Linked DNA regions of Sus scrofa: all the other regions are linked to region 2. Evidence: chromatin contacts called from public Hi-C and HiChIP or PLAC-seq data. All regions are on one chromosome and are shown on one strand. Each heading gives the region's core, a stretch centred on a gene start, on an enhancer-like site or on the middle of the called end of the contact. The rest is flanking DNA. Distances are from core to core; before and after follow the strand shown.

Region 1 (2,942 bases), core at 201-2,700, 240 kb after region 2:
GGTTCTCACCTTGTACATGTGCCGGGCTGCTAACAGGCTTACTGCCCCTCCCCCGTGTAGTTTAATTAAAATAACATACTTTAATGATCTTGTAATCATTGGATTGTTTTCAGAAGCTATCAGGTTGCATGTAGAAAAGTCAGTGGAGCAGAAACAAGATCCACTGACCTCATCTCCCCAGCCATGGAGGAGGGACATTCAGCATTTGGCAGAGGAAGGATAAAAACAGATAGAATTTTTATTTCAATCATATCTTATAAGAACTTAGCTTTTTATGATAAACTCTGGCCAGTTCCCTTCTTACTATTCCTCCCCCTTGTAAAAAACTATTTTATGAAAAATCACTACCCATTTTGCTTGTGTCCCCGTGAGCTCTGTGTGTGTGTGTGCGTGCATGTATGTGTATGTGTTGAATATTCTGTCAGAGGGCTTAAATTCTAGTTATTTGTTCCCTTCCACAGTGTGAAATCACCGAGCACCTGCTCAGGCAGTCAGCAGTGTTTACAAATCGATAGGAACTCAGAATTTGAGAGTATCATACCTCTTATAAAAATAATGAATGTGGCCCAATTTTTTTAAAAAGTGAAGTATAGTTTATAATACAATATTACAAACGTGGCCCAGGTTGCCTTTCAGGGAGATGTAGCAGAGCATCAAGGGAAAGGGCCCTTTAGTCATATGAATTTTCTCTCTGACCGTGACTGTGTCACTTATCCTCTCTAAGCTTTATTTTTCTAAAATCTATAAAATGGGAATAAGAACAACACTGGGTGAGGATTAAATGAGGTGCATATAAAGCTCTTAGTACACAGTGCCCAATAAATATTAGTTATTATATTTGAGGATGGAAGATCCACTATAGGGGGTGAGCTTGTATGGATGAACTTGGACTGTAGAGTCAAAAAGGCCTGAATTTGAACTCCTAACTCCTACATGTTAGCTTAGGACAGCTCATAAAACCACCTGAACCTTTGTGTTCTTGTCTGTAAATTGAAGACTGCATCCCTCCACCCCAGGACTGTCGTGAGGCTTCTGTGAGATGCAGGACATACGAGCCTCGGCACATAGAACATAACACATGTGAGCCGATCTCCACCTCCCTGTCTCCTAAGGTCATGTGTACTGTCTCCAATAGGCATTTCAGCTTAGTTTTATTTGATATGAGTCAGATAAAGAAAAGGCCACCCTTAGAGTGACACCCCCCTAAGCTAAAAACAGCCATAATACTTCCTTTCAGACAGTCTCAAAAATCCTGGAGCCTTTGGTTCCGCAATTTAAAACATTAACACACCGAAACAAGTATTGCTGTTCCGTTAACATTCAGTGACTGCATATCTTGTTACACAACAATGGACTGAAAGTTCTCCTCCTCGTTGTCCTGCTGTAGAACAAAATCTCTGATTGGGAAGTGGTGCACAAGCGCCTTGGGGCACCCAGGGCTCCGGATGTTGGCAGTCTGGTTGGAGAGATGCCACGGCTGTGTACCTCTGCCTGCCTACTAGCACAGCTCCGGGCAGGATTTTTGCTTGAGTGCCCAAAAGGACTTTTTTTCTCTTGTACGTAAGAAATGTAGCAGAGAACCAGTGCTTTCTGGGGGAGGTAGTGGTGAGAGAAGAGGCTCAACGACACGGGAGTTCCGTGAAAGCTGCTTTCTGCTCTGCTCAGACGTGGGGCCCGTCTGCTCCACGGGCAGGTCCGTGAGAAACGGACCTGCCAGAACACCCGTCTTGGTGTGAGCAGTCTGTTTTCTGCTTTTACATATACAGACTTGATTTATAATCCCAGTCCGGGCAGCATCTGAGTCTAATTACCTGGGTATATGAAAGTTCAGGCGATCTCAACTAAGTTAGCAATTCAGGGATGCGCTTTACCAGAAGCAGATGGAAAAAATAAAACACTTTAGTTTATGACTATTTTTCTATTTGGGGGAAGGAGAAAGAACAAAAAGCGTTGCCAAATTGATCCTTGTCAAGCACTAATTAAATATTATTCATGATTAATTCTGATGTTGATGTATTCAGCGTTTTAGCGGTGTCATAAATATCTGAAAGAATGAAATAACTCACTTTGTGTAGCTCTAATAAATCATGCATACCTCAGTCCCCACGTGGCCTCCTGAGCCAGCCCCTTATTATTATTTTTTAAGATACATACACTTATTAGTGACTTTTATGGTATGTTATTAGAGACGTGAGGAAATAATTTCCTAATTGGGCCCTCTGCTGTAGCATTTAATTAAAAACAAATATTTGTTAAATTACAGAGTGAATAATTTCTTTTATTTAGAGATAGATGCTGAAATGTTTATTGATGAAATGATATGATACCTGAGATCTGATTTGAAAAAAATCCAGGTTGTTTGGAAGAGGGGCGAATATAAATGAAACAAGAGTAGCCATACATGGATAACTCTTTTTTTTTTTTTTTTTGTCTTTTCTAGGGCCGCACCCGCGGCATATGGAGCTTCCCAGGCTAGGGGTCTAATCAGAACTGTAGCCACTGGCCTACACCAGAACCACAGCAACACCAGATCCGAGCTGCATCTGCGACCCACACCATAGCTCACGGCAACGCCGGATCCTTAACCCACTGGGTGAGGCCAGGAATCAAACCCACAACCTCATTGTTCCTAGTCGGATTCATCAACCACTGTGCCACGATGGGAACTCCAGATAATTCTTGAAGTATAGTGATGCATCCATGCAAGTTTACTATAATAGCTGCTATTTTTGTAATTTTCTATAATAAGAAATCTCCATGATATTTCCTTGGGAAGGGGCTCAAGTTTATTCCTCAAGACAAATGATTGTAGTCAGTTTTCTTGGTAAGCGTATATTCTTTGGTTATAAACCATGGGTCAGAAAATGTTGTAAATCTAGTTTGGGGTTGAAAACCAATAATGCAGGTGATGATGCCAATACCAGTAGTAGCTTTTACTTAAC
Region 2 (2,810 bases), core at 243-2,742:
GCCAACTATGCAATCAATAGTTTATTGTTTTCATCTGTCACCCTTACTGTCTACAGGTGGTTGTGGAGTGGTAAAAGCAAAGGAAAGGATTTGCAACTCCACTTCACACCTGTAATCAGAAAATCCGACCAAAGTTAAAACTCCTGAAGCAGTCACGTATATACTAAAGGAATGGCCAATGTGAAACAAGAACAGTAGAAATGACACTTTAAAATATAATCAATGACAAGAACTTACTGCATCTAAAAACCCTTTCCTATGTTTAAAAACAAACAAAAAAAATAAGTACTTTTCAGTAACCTAATAACCATTTGTTGACAACAGATTCCATTCCTAATCAGGTATTTTTTTTTTCCCCTTGTCTTCCACATCTTCCTTTCTAATTGTGCTCAACTCCTTCCCTTTCTTGTTTTTCTTTCTTTTTCCTTTCTCCTTATTGTGCTCTTCAGGGCTGTGGGTCTGCGTTTCTACCAAAGGAGAAAACAAACAAAAACCCCACATCTGCAATTATAAAAGTTCCATTAGACTAGGAATGTTTTATTCTACAGGAACCAAAATTTCCGTGTTAGCGGAGTAAGAAAAAAAATACAAAATCACAACACTCAAGACCTCACAGAATATAGTTTTCAGTTCTGCAAAATTAGGGAAGATCTTTACAAGTTTAACTTTTGCTACGGAGAGAAACGAGAAGCATTAACCATAAACGCCAAAGAGCAAAACCCAAAAAGAAAATTTTTGAATATTAGCGCTGTTCACCAGGTGCATGCCTCAAAGTATGACGTTATGGTTTCCGGTTACAGAACTCTCACTCCTGCCCTTCAAATAAGGATATGAAACAGTCTACGTACAAAATAGGGGTCACCTGTGCCTCTGCGATCACATAACCATTTTGATTTTCAAATCGAAGTTATTTTTCCTTGTACTGCTAACGCCACCTAAAGATTCGCCACCTCCCACTCAGGGTGTGGCTATTAATTAGGGGACGGAAGCAGATACCCTTTGCAATGAGTCAAAAGTACTGCGTCGATAGAAGTTAACTCCAGGCTCTAAGAGTTCCGACACGAACTAGGAAGTTGGCCGTCGAGCTGCGGCTTACTCCTGGGCCCGCCGGCCCGCAAGCTTAGTGCAACTCCAAGCCAGAAACGCACGCCCCTGCCTCGCGGCCTCCCCAGTCTGGCGTGTGGAGGCCTTGAACGGCAGCTCTCGGCTCCCCGGCTGGCTCCGTAAGGCAGCTTCCCGCCGGCACAGCCCTGGCTCGCTCAGGACGTGGCCCCTCACACCGCTGAACACCACCCTTGGACCCCGCCCTGGCGTCAGCCGCGGCCCAGGGGCATACCTGATCTTCCTCGCTGATGTCGATGAACGCCGGGACGCTCATGGTGAAGACCGGGGCACCGCAAACGAGCACCTCCCAAACCACGCCGACCGGAAAAGAGAGCTGGGCTGCGCGGCGGCGCCTCCAACTGCTTCCGGGTCACCTTGCGCGAGTCTTGCGGGACAGGGGTAACCGGGTCGGGCGGAGCCACCGAGGCCAATCCCAGCGCGCGCTCTGGTTGGGGGCGGAGCGGGGCGGGGCGGAAGCGCCCTAAGCCGCCACTCCTGCGCCGCGTCTCGGCGCCTCTAGCTGCTGTGACTGTGTTCCCCCCTGTCCTATCTGTTACTGATCCGCTTGTCTCACTGAACTCACCTCGCACCTGAAGTTTTAAGCCAATTTTTTTTTAAGCTTATAATTTGACTCACTTTTAAGCCTTTAGCAGGCAGTACTCTCTGGCCAGGGAATAACAGCAATGTTCAAAGCTCCTTGACTTGCCTTTTACGATCCAGTGGGGTAAACAACACAGACAGCAAACAACACAGTAATTAGAAAAGGAGTCCTGAATGGCATCCTGTTTTACAGTAGGGACCCCCAGATTCGAATTCTTTGGAGTAGAATCCCTGCTGCACCACTTGATGGTTAACCGCTGCGTTTCGGCTTCCTCTTGAAAAAATAAGATCAAGTAATGTATAAAGCAATTAAAATACGGGGAACTCTGAATGTATTAACTGTTATGACATAGTTATGTAGCATGTTAAGCACAATTAAGATAAAAGTAAAGAACAAGGGTGGTGTATGAGCGTGTGTGCATGCCTTTTTAGACAGAGTGATCAAAGAAAGTGGCTCATGATATTGAGAACTGACCGAAATGAGGAAAGTACCAATGAAGAAATCTGCAGAAAAGCTTTTCCTGCAAAAGACAGCAAGGAAAGGATTTGAGGCAAGTGGCAAGGAGGCCTGTGGGCTGCATTTGAGTAAGAGAAGAGGAAAGGAAAAGGAGATGAGATAGGCATGGCCAGATCAAATTTTATAGGCCCTAATAAAGTTTATTTATTTATTTTGTCTTTTTAGGGCTGCACCCAAGACATATGGAGGTTCCCAAGCTAGAGGTCAATCGAAACTGTAGCTGCTGATCCACAGTGACAGCAATGCTGAATCCTTAACCCACTAAGCAAGGCCAGGGATTGAACCTGCGTCCTCATGGATGCTAATCAGATTTGTTTCCACTGAGTGTTTCCACTGAGCCACAACAGCAACTCCCCTAATAAGAGATTTAATTTTGACTTTTCTATGCCTGTAAAAGGTTTTGAGCAGAGGAGTGAGGAGGTCAAATTAACTTTTTTAGTAAAGGATCACTCTGACAGATGTGTTACAAAACATAAGTTGGGCAAGGGCCCAAGTAGAGAAACTAGTTAGAAAACTATTACAAAGATAAGAGCAAGAGAAGATGGTAGAATGGTAGTGAGAAATTAATTGAATTCTGGATAGTAAAACT
Region 3 (3,255 bases), core at 720-3,219, 210 kb after region 2:
TTCAGTGGCATTAAATATATTCGCATTATTGTGCAACCAACACCACCATCCATCTCCACTTCATCATCCCCACCTGAAATCCTGTCCCCATGAAACAACCCATCATTCTCACCTCCACGCAGCCCCTGGTAACCAGTACTCTACCTTATGTTTCTACGTATTAGACTATTTTTGGCACCTTATATAAGTGAAATCATATGGTATTCGTCCTTAAGAAAGTGTATGAAAGGTATAATTTTTGAGAATATACCTATCTAAAAATTATTTACTTTCTCACTTACTGATAATTTGGCCGGATATAGAGTTCCAGGTTGCATGTACTTTTCCCTTTTAATCTTGAAGGCACTGCTTCAGTATATATACCATTTAGGATCACGGACTCTGGAGCAGGACTGCTTGGTTCAAATCCCAGCTCTACCATTTATTACTGGTGTCATTTGGGCAAGTTACATAGCTCCTTTGTTCCTCAGATTTCCCACCTGTAAAAGAGAGATAATAGTAGTAACTATTTCTATAAGGTTGTTGTAAGGATGAACTGTAAAGCACTTAATATAGCACAACATAAAGTCAACCTGAACTACTCTAGTCTCTCTGCAGCTTCTAGTGCTGCTGTCAAGAAGTATGAAGCTGTTTTGATTTTTGATGCTTTCTAGGTCACTCATTTCTTTTTCTTTACAAGTTGCTTAAATCTGTTTGCACCAATATTTTGAAATTTCATAGTGATGTTCCTTTATGTAGGTCTATTTTCACCCATTCTGGGCACTCAGGAAGTCCTTTCAATCAGAAAACTTGTGTCCTTCTGTTTGGGGAAATACTATTGATTAATTAACTAATTAACATTATATTTAATGACAGCCTCTGCTCCATTTCTGGAACACCTATCATTTACTTGATGTGGTCTGTCCTTTATTTTTTACCTATAACTTTTATCAGTCATTTTTTTTTTCACATAACGTTCCAAGAGCTCTGCCTTTTTCTCATTTCCTTTTTTAAAAAAGCAACCCAGCTTGTTCTTGTTTCATAGATGTACATATTATTTTATCTGAAAATTTTAATGAAAAAAAACCCTCTGGTTTTCTTCTCCCTTAATAGCCTTGGTGTTTTGCTTGCTCTTACTACCTCTTTAACAGTAGAATCTTTCTTCTGACAGCCGGTGATTCTTGAAATTTGCAAAGTGGGGCCAAAAAAAAAAAAAAAGGGGGAAGAAAAGAAAAAAAAAGCGCTAACTGGAGCTTTTAATTGGAAGCTGTCTGTGTATAGATGGGGTTTGTCAACTCTGGGCTTCACCACAGAGAGTGATCTTATTGGATCTGATCAGGAGCATGTCATGTCAGTATTTTTTCTCTTTGGCCAGATTCACCAGAGAAGAATCTGACAATCTTCTCTCTGGAGGATGTATGTTAGTTAGGCTTCCAACCTGCTGGAAAAGAGGGCTTGGGCAGTATTTAAATTTTCATTTAATCCTCTTGTTTTTAATGCACTTAGCCTCTCCAGGGAATAAACTTCCCATCAAACAGGGCGCCAAGCCCAGAAGATGCGCTAGGATGACCCACTTTGGAGCGGCTTGTGCGGAGCCCAGTGTTGCCAAGGCGGACGTTAGCTTTCTAACCTTCTTGTCTGTCTGGCTGCCTGTTTCCTGAGGCCACTTAAAATTCATGGAACTCCCTTAGAAAGCAAGGCTGTCAGGCTGGAAGGCTACACAGACCCTGATAATGGGCTTTGAAAAAAATGTAAAATTTTTTACATTTAAAAAATGTAAAACAAACAAACAAAAAACACCCCACAAACCAACAAAAAACAAACAACAAAAAGGCCATAATGCTGTTTGGTCCATGGAATACAAAATGGCCAGTCAAAATTTGGGAGTGCATTTTTGTGGGGGGGGGGTCTCTGTTCATTTCTGCACCTCAACCTTTTGCGGCCTAACAATGCTCCTCCTTCTGAGGGCTGTCTTCTACTTTGAATACCCTAGAGTTTGACCAAAGCGCCAGCTGACCGAAACAAGTAGCCAACGCCCTAGCATAAGGCTGGGCCGGATTCGGGGTTCAGGCTGCGCGGTCAGGCTCTCGAGCTCTCGCACGAATTTTCTTGCGAGCTGCAAGTGGGGGCGCCGCCGTCGCGGCTGAGGGGCCCAACTGCCTTTTGCAGCGCCCTTCGGCCACCGGCTGCAGCCCTGCTTGGCTCCTACCCTTTAGGGTCAAGGGTCGCGGGCAGCGAAGCCCCAGGGGACCGGGCAGCCCCGCGTCCCCGGAAGCGCTGGCTCTCGGGCTCGGGCTGCCGCGTTCCTGGCCGGCGCGCTTGAGCGCTCTGCGGCTCAGGCCTCCCCGTCACTGGCGACCTGCCCCCGCCAGGCCCGCTCCGGTCCCTGGAGACGCGAGCGACACCGGCCGCCGAGGGTAAGCGCTGAGCGACCTACGTATGTTCTGGAAGCCGGCGCGGGGCCCGGGAAAGGTCGGGGTCTCGGGCGGCTCCTCTAAGCGCCCGAGGCGCAGGCCGCCGGGGTTTCAAGTTCAGGGCGCGGCGACTGCGCTGCTTCCCTTCCGCTCCTTCTCTTCCGCCCTACAGAGCGCGGTGGGTCTGGGGGCCTCTCAGCGCGCGGGGACAACGCCCCTGCGCGGCACCGGGCGGCCACGGCCCTGGTCCCCGGCTGTTTGCCGCTGCCGCCCCACCCCGCCTCACTTTCTGTCCTTGTCTACCCTGCCCGGGCCCAGCCCCGCCGCCTGCCCTTCTCAACAAGTGCAGCCCCGCTCGCCCGGCTGGGACCTGGCGCCTGCTTTCTCTTTGCTTAGTTCAAGAAGCCCCTCTAGAAAACACACCGGAGGGGGGAGCTTTGGGTCAAGAGAAGGCTTTTTTTTTTAATCTAAAAAGGCCTTCCTCCTGCGCACCTGGTTTTAATAAGAGCCTGGGGAGAAATATGGCCGGGGGCCTGAAGGATCCCCAAGAAATTCTGTCCAGGGAAAGAAGGGTGCACGTGGATTGTACGTGAGCAGACGCACTCACTGTACGTTTGTAAAGACCTCGTGCACTTTTCAACTTTAACTGTGGCTTAGAGAGGTTGTAGGTGGTGGTGATACTAGACGTGGGAAAGAAACGTCAGTTAAAAACACATTTATTAACGTTGAGGACAAGGAGATCGCACAGTTGTGCACAATGTAGTCTTTTCTTTCCAGCTTTAATAACAAAAAAGGAAAATCGAAACAACCCTGCCCCAGTCCTATACGCCCCACCTGCCTAGTCCATGTGCCCACGTATTTT

The links. A called contact is a pair of places that touch in the nucleus more often than the background predicts. HiChIP or PLAC-seq counts read pairs in DNA pulled down with a chosen protein or histone mark.
Region 1: a contact with region 2 is called in a Hi-C map of skeletal muscle, with 2.6 times the contacts expected there. The contact joins the enhancer-like site here to the promoter of EIF3M in region 2. A contact is called at or near these places in 5 of 47 Hi-C or Micro-C datasets (brain, embryonic fibroblasts, epiblast stem cells and 1 more) and 1 of 2 datasets of contacts at active chromatin or transcription factors (alveolar macrophages).
Region 3: a contact with region 2 is called in an H3K27ac HiChIP or PLAC-seq map of skeletal muscle, with 3 times the contacts expected there. The contact joins the promoter of LOC100737821 here to the promoter of EIF3M in region 2. A contact is called at or near these places in 2 of 47 Hi-C or Micro-C datasets (embryonic fibroblasts and skeletal muscle) and 2 of 2 datasets of contacts at active chromatin or transcription factors (alveolar macrophages and skeletal muscle).

Annotation. Positions count from the first base shown.
Region 1 is chr2:28,516,466-28,519,407 of Sscrofa11.1, forward strand. All of the region lies in intron 1 of LOC100737821, which reads left to right. Among named protein-coding and RNA genes, the nearest start is that of WT1, 110 kb to the left of the region's middle. Within about 2 kb of position 1,451, at least 11 of the 83 cell types and tissues checked have an H3K27ac peak or open chromatin away from gene starts, as enhancers often do. A contact at or near this core is called in skeletal muscle, where this site is marked.
Region 2 is chr2:28,281,320-28,284,129 of Sscrofa11.1, forward strand. It overlaps EIF3M (eukaryotic translation initiation factor 3 subunit M), which reads right to left and starts at 1,493. Exons shown (of 11, transcript XM_005661051.3): 1 at 1,337-1,493. The coding sequence starts at 1,378.
Region 3 is chr2:28,495,053-28,498,307 of Sscrofa11.1, forward strand. It overlaps LOC100737821, which reads left to right and starts at 1,970. Exons shown (of 11, transcript XM_021083225.1): 1 at 1,970-2,396. It overlaps LOC102162727 (a long non-coding RNA gene), which reads right to left. Exons shown (of 4, transcript XR_002341532.1): 1 at 2,417-3,255; 2 at 282-479.